Linked DNA regions of Macaca mulatta: region 1 is linked to region 2. The links are chromatin contacts, called in public Hi-C maps. All regions are on one chromosome and are shown on one strand. The core of a region is the stretch at or near the end of the contact, and the rest is flanking DNA. Distances in the headings are between cores, read along the strand shown. Region 1 holds the start of HOOK2 (hook microtubule tethering protein 2). Region 2 holds the start of TNPO2 (transportin 2).

The links. Hi-C and Micro-C count contacts between places; a contact is called where the count stands out from the background.
Region 1: a contact with region 2 is called in a Hi-C map of fetal cortex germinal zone, with 2.0 times the contacts expected there. The contact joins the promoter of HOOK2 here to the promoter of TNPO2 in region 2. A contact is called at or near these places in 3 of 14 Hi-C or Micro-C datasets (fetal cortex germinal zone, fetal cortical plate and liver).

What each region holds. Positions count from the first base shown.
Region 1 is chr19:13,346,093-13,351,665 of T2T-MMU8v2.0, reverse strand. HOOK2 (hook microtubule tethering protein 2) reads left to right here and starts at 3,320. Exons shown (of 22, transcript XM_077977625.1): 1 at 3,320-3,346. It overlaps JUNB (JunB proto-oncogene, AP-1 transcription factor subunit), which reads right to left and starts at 4,199. Exons shown (of 1, transcript NM_001194461.1): 1 at 2,358-4,199. The coding sequence starts at 3,898. The coding sequence ends at 2,855.
Region 2 is chr19:13,276,102-13,281,394 of T2T-MMU8v2.0, reverse strand. It overlaps TNPO2 (transportin 2), which reads left to right and starts at 1,646. Exons shown (of 26, transcript NM_001261575.1): 1 at 1,646-1,845; 2 at 2,251-2,362; 3 at 4,606-4,717. The coding sequence starts at 4,619.

The sequences.
Region 1 (5,573 bases), core at 2,071-4,570, 69 kb before region 2:
CCCTTGGAATTTAATCTACACTCCTCCCCAAGGCCCCTGCTCAGTCTCCCTAAATATCTGCCCTGTTGTGGTTCACTCATATTACAGACACGCTGGCTTCCTGCTGTTCTTTCACAGGCTCACCTGGCTACAAAAATTTTGCCATTTAAGAGCTGCTCTCAGCTGAGCGGGATGGCTCACACTGGTAATCCCAGCACTTTGGGAGACCAAGGCAGGCGGATCACCTGAGGTCAGCGGTTTGAGACCAGCCTGGCCAACATGATTAAACCCTCTCTACTAAAAATATAAAAATAAAAATTAGCCTGGCATGATGATGCACGCCTGTAGACCCAGCTACTTGGGAGGCTGAGGCAGGAGAATCGCTTGAATCCTGTGGGTGGAGGTTGCAGTAAACTGAAATCGAGCCACTGCACTCCAGCCTGGGTGACAGAGGGAGACTCCATCTCAAAAACAAACAAAACCTGTTACCTCTGATGCTGTTATTACCCAGGATTTTCTCAGGACCCCACTTCTTCAAATCTGTTGAAAAGTCACAGCCACGCACGATGGCTCACACCTGTAATCCTAGCACTTTGGAGGCCGAGGCTGGCAGATGACCTCAGGTCAAGAGTTCAAGACCAGCCTGGCAAACGTGCCAAAACCCCGTCTCTACTAAAGATACAAAATTAGCCGGGCATGGTGGCAGGCACCTATAATCCCAGCTACTTGGGAGGCTAAGGTAGGAGAATTGCTTGAACCCAAAAGGCAGAGGTTGCAGTGAGCCAAGAGCACACCACTGCACTCCAGTCTGGGTGACAGAGCAAGAATCTGTCTCAAAAAAAAAAAAAAGAAAAGAAAAGAAAAAGTCACTGAGAGACAAGCCCGGTGGCTCATGCCTGGAATCCCAGTGCTTTGAAAGGCCAAGGCAGGAGGACTGCTTGACCCAGGAGTTCCAGACCAGCCAGGGCAACATAGCAGACCCCATCTCTACAAAAGTAAACAAAATTAGCCAGGCACAGTGGTGTGTGCCTGTACTAGCTAGTTGGGAAGCTGAAGTGGGAGGAACTGCTTGAGCACAGAAGGTCTAGGCTGCAGTTAGCTATGATTGCACCACTGCACTCCAACCTGGGCAACAGGGCAAGACCGGTCTCTAAAACATAAAAAAGAAAAAGTCGCCCCGTTAAAGGTCCATGTTCCCACTCCATTTTACAAAGCAACTTTCCTCTCTGCCCCATCACTGCCACCTTGACCTGTGTGTGTGTGTGTGTGTGTGGTTTTTTTTTTCCCTCTTACTAGCACTTACCACCACCTCTGAAGAACCATGCTTGCTTGTTTATTTATTGTCTTGTCTGGAGGGGTCCAGACTGTGTCTCCAGGGTCTAGTTGTTCTAGGTATTGCACAAATGAATTGATGAAGTGTCTGTTCCACTCACCTTACTGCCTGTCTAGTTTCTCTACCTGTTTTTCTCCACTGCTCTGGGGGCTTACAGCCCCGAAGCCGGCCAGACTCCCTCCAGGCGTGCCAGCAGCACCCGCACCGGCACCCCCACCCCCAAGTGTCCCAGCTGCGCGGGAGGGAGCCCAGCGCGAGGGCGGTGGCGGCGCCCAGCGGCCCGAGCAGCCGCCCCGGCAGAACCAGACCTGGCAGTCGCCCCGCTCCTGGCCTGGCACCCGGGAGGGGAAGCTGGCAGGCGGGCGCCGCCCTTCCTGGCGGGGGTGGGGGTAGAGGGGAGGGTGTCGGCAAAGCCGCCCAAGCAGCAGCAACCCTCTGCCCCGGTCAGGTCAGACGGAGGGGGCGTGGGCGCGGCGGGGCCCAGGCGCCAGTGTCTTGAAGGTAGCACAGAGGTGGCTCCCGGGGCCCAGGAGCGCTGCCCGCCCACCGCGGGCCCTCTGGACCCAGGCCTGGGGCTTTCCGTGCCCGGGCAGCCGCCTGCCCGGGAAAATCCCGGCCCCCTTCCCGGCGCTGCGGCCCTGCCCGGCAGAGCGGGGGAGGGGATTCCCGGAATCTGCCCAGAGACCGCGGTCGCGTCACTGGGCAGAATCGGTCCTTGTATGGGCAACGCTTCCGCTGCGTCAGCGGGGAAAGCCCCGGCGCGCACTGCTGGGCGGGGCCGCGCCTGCGCGCTCCGCGTCTCGCCCCCAGCGCCCTGCCTTCAGCTACTGTGTCCCTGGACTGCGTCCCGCGCCCCAACCATCCAACCCTGGAGATTCGGGGACGCGGGAAGGGTGGGACTCCCGGGTTGGGACCACAAGATGCCTGCGCAGAGCCGACGAGGGGGACACATACAGGACCGAGCCACCAACAGCACTGAGCTGGGGGCACACCAGTGCTTTTTTTTCCCTCCGCCCTCCCAGCTTGGAAAAAAAGACAACAGAAATTAATAAAGAACAAATTTTTTTTTTTTTACTTAAATAGATTCAATAAAAAGAACAAACACACACACAAACACAAACACGTCTTAAAATAAACTCTTTAGAGACTAAGTGCGTGTTTCTTTTCCACAGTACGTTGCAGAGAGGGGAGGGCAGGGGGCGGGGGTCCCCTTCCCAATGTCCCCGCGGGCTTGAGTACCGGGCGGCGGGGCCAGCTCCGCCGCGATCGCCCCCTCCTCCCCTCCCTGTTAAATACACAAATATATTATATTCAATATGAATCGAGTCTGTTTCCAGCAGAAAAAAAACATACAAAAAAATGTGGAAGGGGGGGCTTGTAAACGTCGAGGTGGAAGGACTGGGCGCAGGGCGGGAGTTCAGTGTGGTTTGCGGCGCCCCCAGGTCCCAGGATGGGTGCCCACCGCCTGCTCCCTGGACCCCAGTGGGAGACGTGCGCCCAGCCGTCCAAGCGAGGGGGTGTCCGTAAGGGGACAGGGGGCGCTCAGAAGGCGTGTCCCTTGACCCCAAGCAGCAGCTGACAGCCGTTGCTGACGTGGGTCATGACCTTCTGTTTGAGCTGGGCCACCTGCTCCCGGAGGAGGCCGGCGGTACTCGACAGCCCCGCGTTCTCGGCCTTGAGCGTCTTCACCTTGTCCTCCAGGCGCGCGATGCGCTCCAGCTTCCGCTTCCGGCACTTGGTGGCCGCCAGCCGGTTCCGCAGCCGCTTGCGCTCCACTTTGATGCGCTCTTGGTCTTCCATGTTGATGGGGGACACCGGCGGCGTGGCGTCCCGGCTGCGCGCCTCCGGCACGGTCTGCGGTTCTTCCTTAAAGGTGGAGGCGCTGCGGCCCAAGCCCAGCTGCGCCGGGTGGCCACCGGCGAAGGGTGGCGCGTGTGGGAGGTAGCTGATGGTGGCCGTCGGGTATGAGCTCCCGGTCCCGACGGCAGCCCCGGCGCCTCCCGAGGACGCAGAGGCTGGGGAGTAGCTGCTGAGGTTGGTGTAAACGGGAGGTGGCTCCGGGCCGGCGTAGACGCCCCCGGGCCCAGCCGGGGGCCCCCCGCTAGCGCCCAGGGACACGTTGGGGGGTGTCACGTGGTTCATCTTGTGCAGATCGTCCAGGGCTTTGACAAAGCCGTCGGCGAAGCCCTCCTGCTCCTCGGTGACGCCGCCCCCTGCGCCCCCCGCACCTCCACCGCTGCCACCCCCGCGGGGGTAAAAGTACTGTCCCGGGGGTGTAGGCGTCGTCGTGATCACGCCGTTGCTGTTGGGGACGATCAGGCGTTCCAGCTCCGAAGAGGCGAGCTTGAGAGACGCGCCGGTGTCCGAGCCCTGACCAGAAAAGTAGCTGCCGCCACCGCCGCCCTCTGGGCCGGGTCCCCGAGCCCCAGGCGCTTTGAGACTCCGGTAGGGGTCGGCCAGGTTGACCGCCAGGCTCGGTTTCAGGAGTTTGTAGTCGTGTAGAGAGAGGCCACCAGGGGCCCGGCCGTATCCCGTAGCTGTGTATGAGTCGTCGTGGTAGAAGGGCTGTTCCATTTTAGTGCACATCCGGGCGGCCCAGGCGGTCTGGGGAGGGTCCCTGCGGGGCCGCCCCGGGCCTCGCTGCAGCGAGCGGCGAGCTCTCCGCTGCGGTGGCCGGACTGGGTGCCTGGTCGCGCGTTCTCGGGGGCTGGCGCGGGCGGGGAGCAGCCAGCCGGCAGCTGTGCGCAAAAGATCTGTCAGGCTTCCCGAGCCCCCGTCGCCCTCTCCGGCGCGATAGCTTTCCTGGCGTCGTTTCCCCCAGCTCCCAGCTCCCAGCTCCCTGCTGGCTCCGAAGCTGGCCTGGCCGCTCTCAAGGTCCCAGCCGCTCAGCCTGAGCCACACGCCTTTATACCGCGCTAGTCAGCCACGGAAGTGCGCTCCGATTGGCCGTCGCCGAAGCCGGGCCCCCGCGCCCCCCTCTTCGAGCGTGGGGAAGGGGAGGAGGCGGCTCGCGTCACTGTCAGGAAGCGCGTGTCCTTGTAAACAGCGGCCACGGGCCGGGTGGCTCGGCGGGCCTGCAGGGGGAGGGGCTCAAAGGACCCCGGGGTACGCATGGAAGGAGGCCTGGGGGCCCAGGCACATGAGTGAGGGGTTTCAGGGAGGAGGATGATTTCATTGAAGTCCACTGGGACAAATACCAGGACCTGGTACGCAGCAAGTAGGTTGAGGATCTCAGGGTGTGCGAAGAAACCCCTGAGGTACCCAGAATACGAGAGGGGTAGGACAATTCATTGGGAGACCCCAAAAAGCAGGAATGAGGGTTAAGCACGGTAAATCGGGAGGGGTAAGGAGACACCTGACCCAGGAATTGACTGGGGGTCCCGAGCATAGAAGGATGCGGGGCTGGAATTTTCACAGGATGGAGGAGGGGAGAGATCAAAAGGGGTGAGTGGGCGGAGCTGCACGACCCATTAAATTGAAAGAAATGAGTAGGGTCCAGGAGCCCATGGGAAGGTCTGAGGGCTCTCCCGTAATTGGGAAGGAGGAATTAGGGGAAATCTAGGTATGCAGAAAGCGAGTAAGCGTCCTGCGGTACACTGAGGCAGGTAAAATATGCAGGGTAGAAGATGGAGACAAGTCTGCCAGAAACTGGTGACCACTGGGGTCATCTGCGAAGCCCGGATGAAGGAGAGAGTCAGAAGGGTCCGGACACATCTTCGGAGCAGAGAAGACAATAAGAGGGTACTCAGTTGACATGCGAGGAGGGGGCTTTGAGGGTCCTGCGCACCAGGACTGCTGGATCTTCCACGACTGGTGCTCCCCCTCGTGGGTAACCTCCTAGGCATCTGTATTCTCTGTCCCCCATCCTAAAACTCTCCCCTATTGACCCTGGGCTTTGCCCGACACCGTGTCGGCTCCTGGAGCCTGGACCCAGCCCGACGGCTGGGGCGCGGTCGCCCAACCCCACTCCCTTCCTTAGAAACAGGCTGGGGAAAGAGCGCCGAGGCAGGAAGTGTGGCAACAGCCCCGGGGGAAGGAGCCCGGCCCTGTCTCCGTCACTTGGATCCTACGGGACCGTGCGCCCCGCCCTGGGTCCCACCGCATCCTGCGCCTCGGAAGAGGAACCTGGGCGTGCGAGCCCCCGCGGAGGCCCGGGTGCGTGGAGCCTGCCCAGCCACGGAAGCCTCCAGCCACCATCCTCTCCCCTCAAGCAATGGTTCCGCCCGCGGCGCCTGCAGGGGACCGCGGAGGCAGGCAACAT
Region 2 (5,293 bases), core at 397-2,896:
AACATACAAAAAACTAGCCAGATGAGGTGGCAGGCGCCTGTAGTCCCAGCTACTCGGGAGGCTGAGGCAGGAGAATGGCATAAACCCAGGAGGCGGAGCTTGCAGTGAGTTGGGATCCGGCCACTGCACTCCAGCCTGGGCAACAGAGCGAGACTCCGTCTCAAAAAAAAAAAAAAGAAAAAGAAAGAAATAGGAAAAAAGGCCGGGCGTGGTAGTTCACGCCTGTAATACCAGCACTTTGGGAGGCCAAGGCGGGTGGATCACCTGAGGTCGGGAGTTCGAGACAGCCTGACCAACATGGAGAAACCCTATCTCTACTAAAAATACAAAAATTAGCCGGGCGTGGTTGTGGGCGCCTGTAGTCCCAGGTACTCGGGAGGCTGAGACAGGAGAATAGCTTGAACCCTGGAAGCACAGGTTGCAGTGAGCTGAGATCCCACCATTGCACTCCAGCCTGGGCAACAGAGCGCAACTCCGTCTCAGAAATAAAGAAATAGGAAAACACTGGGCCGGGCACAGTGGCTCACACCTGTAATCCCAGCACTTTGCGAGGTCGAGACCGGTGGACCACCAGAGGTCAGGGGTTCAAGACCAGCCTGGCCAATATAGTAAAACCCCATCTCTTCTAAATATACAAAAAATTAGCCTGGCGTGGTGGCAGACGCCTGTAATTCCAGCTACTCGGAAGGCTGAGGCAGGAGAATCGCTTGAACCCGGAGGCGGAGGTTGCAGTGAGCCATTGCACTCCAGCCGGGACAATGAGGGCGAGACACTGTCTCAAAGAAAAACCGCCAGGTGCGGTGGCTCCCGCCTGTAATCCTAACACTTTGGGAGGCCGAGGCGGGCGGATCATGAGGTCAAGAAATCAAGACCATCCTGGTCAACATTGTGAAACCCCATTTCTACTAAAAAAAAAAAAAAAAAAAAAAAAAAAAAAAGCCGGGCGTGGCTAATTAGCAGAGCGTGGTGGCACATGCCTGTAATCCCAGCTACTCGGGAGGCTGAGGCAGGAGAATCGCTTGAACCCGGGAGGCGGAGTTTACAATAAGCTGAGATCGCGCCATTGCACTTCAGCCTGGCAACAGAGCGAGACTCCGTCTCAAAAACAAAACAAAACAAACAAAAAGAAACAGAAAAACAAAAACAACAAAAAAAACAAAACCCCACAACCTTGTCCTGATTCAGCACTCAAATTCATCAGCTGGAGAGGAAGAAAAAATTCCGTGACCTCACGAGGGCCAACAATGTGGACTATACATGCAGCAGCGGCTACTTTCTTCTGCCCCAAGGCTTGCGCAGGGCCGCTGGAAATTTGCCATATTATATGAAGGGGGTGAACCTTAACAAATTGTCTCCTGCATCCCAAACTCGCTCCCCATCTGATCGTTATCTGGGGCAGCCCCCAGATTTGACCAGAAAGCTCTTATCATTCACACCCGCCCCAGGAACCCCCAATCCAGCCCCAGCTCCCCAGTCTCACTCTTCTGTTCCCCATGCACCTCGGTTGGTCTAGAGACCCTCCTCCCAATTTGATTCTCAGCCAAAACCCCAATGCGCGGCGACCCTGGCGCATGGCAGGACGGGATTTGTAGTTCCAGGGTTTATCGGAGGGTGGGGGAAGGGAGGCCTTTACGCATGCGTTTGTGGCGGCTTTCTGCACGTGTTTCTCAGCCCAGGTTTCAGTCCAGCGCAACTGGCTACCTCGGAATCCCAACTGCTCCTTTAGGGTGTCTTCCTCGATTCTTCGAGTGGAGTTAGGCGCCTGCCGACACTTCCCTAACCTTGGAGGCCCAGTACTTGCTTCTCATGAATGAACGGAGCCGGGACTGACTTTGCCTACGGCGAGTGGGTTGAGATAGCGGTTCCCCTCCTTTAGGCAGGGGCAGAAATTGACCTGTGCCTCTCGAGGGTCAAAAAGTTCCTCAGATCAGGGCTGGGTTGTTCTTTGGGATTAGCGCCGGTGAATTCATTAAATATCGGCTTAGGGAGGGGCTGAATACAGTAAAAGAACAGCCTTGAACCTTGGAGGGTAAAGCTACGTTTTTAAGGAACAAGTTAGAGCTGGCCAGGTCATGCTTAACTTGGATGATCTCTAATCGCGCGAACTGCTCTTTAACCCATTTGACAAGTGGGGAAACTGAGGCTTCAAGTGGCAGGAGGTCTCCCACTTTGTTATCGGCAGGGCAGGGAGGGGAAACCAGGACGTTCCAGGGTCTCCAGCTCTTTACCATCTGCTCCTCTCTCGAGAAGGAAAAACGGTGTCCTACTGTCTTCAGACGTCGCAAGGATCGCGAAGATTTCTTTCTTCATGACCCTGCTCTTGCCAGAATTTCCTGCGCTGTTCCACCTCATTCAGCTTCAGGTAGGGAAAGGGATGAGGCCTGGTTCAAAGTTTATTAGTTCATTTCGTTTTATTCAAAAATGTATATCCTTGTGGCTTTTTTATCTCCTTGTAAAAACTGCCCAACAGTACGGGAAAATAATGCAAAAATTGGTGGAGGCTTCTGTAGGAACCCGGCTTGTCTCAGGCACTTACTTTGTCCTGCTTTCTTTCCTTTGTCTCTGGGCTGTAAAGACCATGCTCAACTCTTTTACGCGCACACAGCGTACTCCTCCCAAGTACCTCTGGATGGGGGAAGGGAGGCATATTTCAATTTTTAGTGGAGGAAGGTGACAAGGAGGTCGCTGGCTCTGGCCGAGGGGTTCCTGGATCCCTCACACACAGAAAGTCCCCACGCGCTACCAAACTCCTGGTTGCAACTAAAGAGCTTGCGGTCAGGTCAGTGTAAAATGCTGGGAAAACGAGACACTGGGAGGACCGGCCGGCTAGAGAGGCCAAAGAAACGGCAACTCTTTCGTCACGTGACCGGGCCTCGTCTCAGCCCGGGTTTCCCAAGTGCCAGGGCACGTGTGAAGGTTGAACCTTCCGATTGGCTCGGCGGGACCAGTTTGAACAGAGTACGGGAGCCGCGGCGGCTCACCTACGGCCGCGTTTTTCTTTTTTTTCTTTCTTTTTTTTTTTTTTTTTTTTTTTAATTCTCTCTCTTTGGCTCCCTCCTTCCGCGCGAGTCTCTGGAGAAGCCGCAGCGCGAGTTGCCGCCGCTGCTGCCCGGGGCCGGGTAAGTGGGCCTCACTCAGCCCGACCCTCTTGGCCCCGGCTTGCGTCGACCCCCGCCGGGCACCGGGCCTGCGCCGCGCGCGGCCCGGGCGTCGGGGCCGCGCCCGACCGGGAAAGGCCGGGAACCCGGTTGGGCCAGATCCTCCTGGCTGCTAGAACGGGTCGGGCGGGGGAGGGGGGGAAACTGAGCAGAGCTTAGGGGGTGGGGCCTCGAAGCCAGGCCATGTCGGGGCTCAGCAAGAAGAGGGCCAGTGGGACTGCTGGGGTCGGGCTGGAGGGGATCTGATTGGGGGAAGCGTCTGGGGACTGCTTGGGGCCTGATTGGGGGACGTCGCGAGGATCGGGTGTGTGTAGGGGCCTGTTTCGGTGGGGCTTGGTTGGGTCTGATTGGGGGAGGCCGCACTGAAAAGTTGAGCGGGGAGGGGGGAGGGGAGCTTGTTGGGCCCTGACAGGGAGGGGCGTCAGACTTCGGCCTAGAGGGTTTTCCTGGATCTGACTTCGAGGCGTCGCTGGGATCCGTTGAGGGGAATGCCCCGGGGGGTGTTCACCCAGGCCGACCTGGGGGAGGCTGCAAGGATCGGGCCAGGGGGTTACCGACACGAGGTGGTGGGGGACTCGGCCGAACTTGACTGGGAGAGGCAACAGAGATCCGTCAGCAGGGGTTACTGCTGACTGGGTTGGAGGGGATTTCAGGGAGAGCCTTGGCCAGACCTGATTGGGAAAGGCGACTGGGATCTGTTCAGGGGGCTCCTATAGTGGGTTGGTCGGGCTTGGCTGGCTCTCATTCGAAGAGGCAACAGAGACCTATCTGGGGACTGCTTTGGGCCTGATTAAGGGGAATTCTTAGAATTTGGCTAGGCCACAGAGAGGGATATCTGGCATCTGCTGAGCTTGAAGGGCAGGAACAGGGGACAGGAGAGATCAGGACGATCGTCTTGGGACGGTGCATCTGGGGAAGCTCAGAAATTGGACTAGGGCAGGAGGCCTCTGGGATTTGGCAGAGGTTAAGGGCCGAGTGTCGGGGGAAGGGGACTCTCCAGGGACTGTGCCTGCACGGAAGAGACCACGGGGGCCGGGGCGCTATCACGGTCTGGGGCGGGGCCCCTGGATGTGGAGGCGGCTGGGCCCTCGCCCAGCCGCTGCGAGGGAGGTAGAAGCCTTCGGGCTCGGAGCCGGGGTCGGCGGCATGGGCCACCCTGGGACGAGGGCTCTTCGCTGGGTCCCGTGAAGATCCGCCGGGCCCCGCCGCCGCCGCCTGTGGCCCGCTTCCACATCCCCCCTCCCGCGCTCCCGAGCCCGCGACTGCGCGGCCGAGGATGGCGCAGCTGGCGGGGACCCCGCACTTGGGCGGGCGTGGATCGGAGGCCTCCGCCTGTCCGCCGAGGGCGTTCCCGTCGTCATGCGGCCACCGCGGCCTCAGGGGCTCCACCTGGGTCTCACACGGAGCCCCAGAGACCCAGCGCTGACCCCGGCCCCTACCCCCGCAGCTTGCCTTGCGCCATGGACTGGCAGCCAGACGAGCAGGGCCTGCAGCAGGTCCTGCAGCTGCTCAAAGACTCACAGTCGCCCAACACAGCCACTCAGCGCATCGTGCAGGATGTATCCTTCCTTCCTTCTGGGGCTGGGGGAACCGGGTAGATGTATGCAGTTTCCAAAGGCCAGGGAGAGAAAGAAAGGGACTGACTCCCCCAGTCCCCAGATTTTTTCTGCTGTGAGGAGGATCTGCCCTGGACAGAGAAGGATTAGAAATCCTGGGTCCCATTTTCAGAGCTGTGGGGATTGTTATGGAAAATGATGAAAATTCCTAATGTTCATTGAACGCCAGCATCTACTCCATTAGCTGTTAAAGTAGGCCCTGGCCCTCACAGGGTGGCTCATGCCTGTAATCAGAGCACTTTGGTAGGCCGAGGCAGGTAGATTGCTTGAGCCCAGGAGTTTGAGACCAGCCTGGGCAATATAGGGAGACTCCCCCATCTCTACAAAAAATAGAAAAAATAGCTGGGTGTGGTGGCATGCACATGTAGTCCCAGCTACTTGGGAGGATGAAGTGAGAGGATGGCTAGAGCCCAGGAGGTAGAGGTTGAGGTGAGTTGAAATTGTGCTACTGTACTCCAGCCATCCTGGGCGACAGAGCCAGACCACGTCTCAAAAAAAAGATATAGGCCAGGCGCGGTG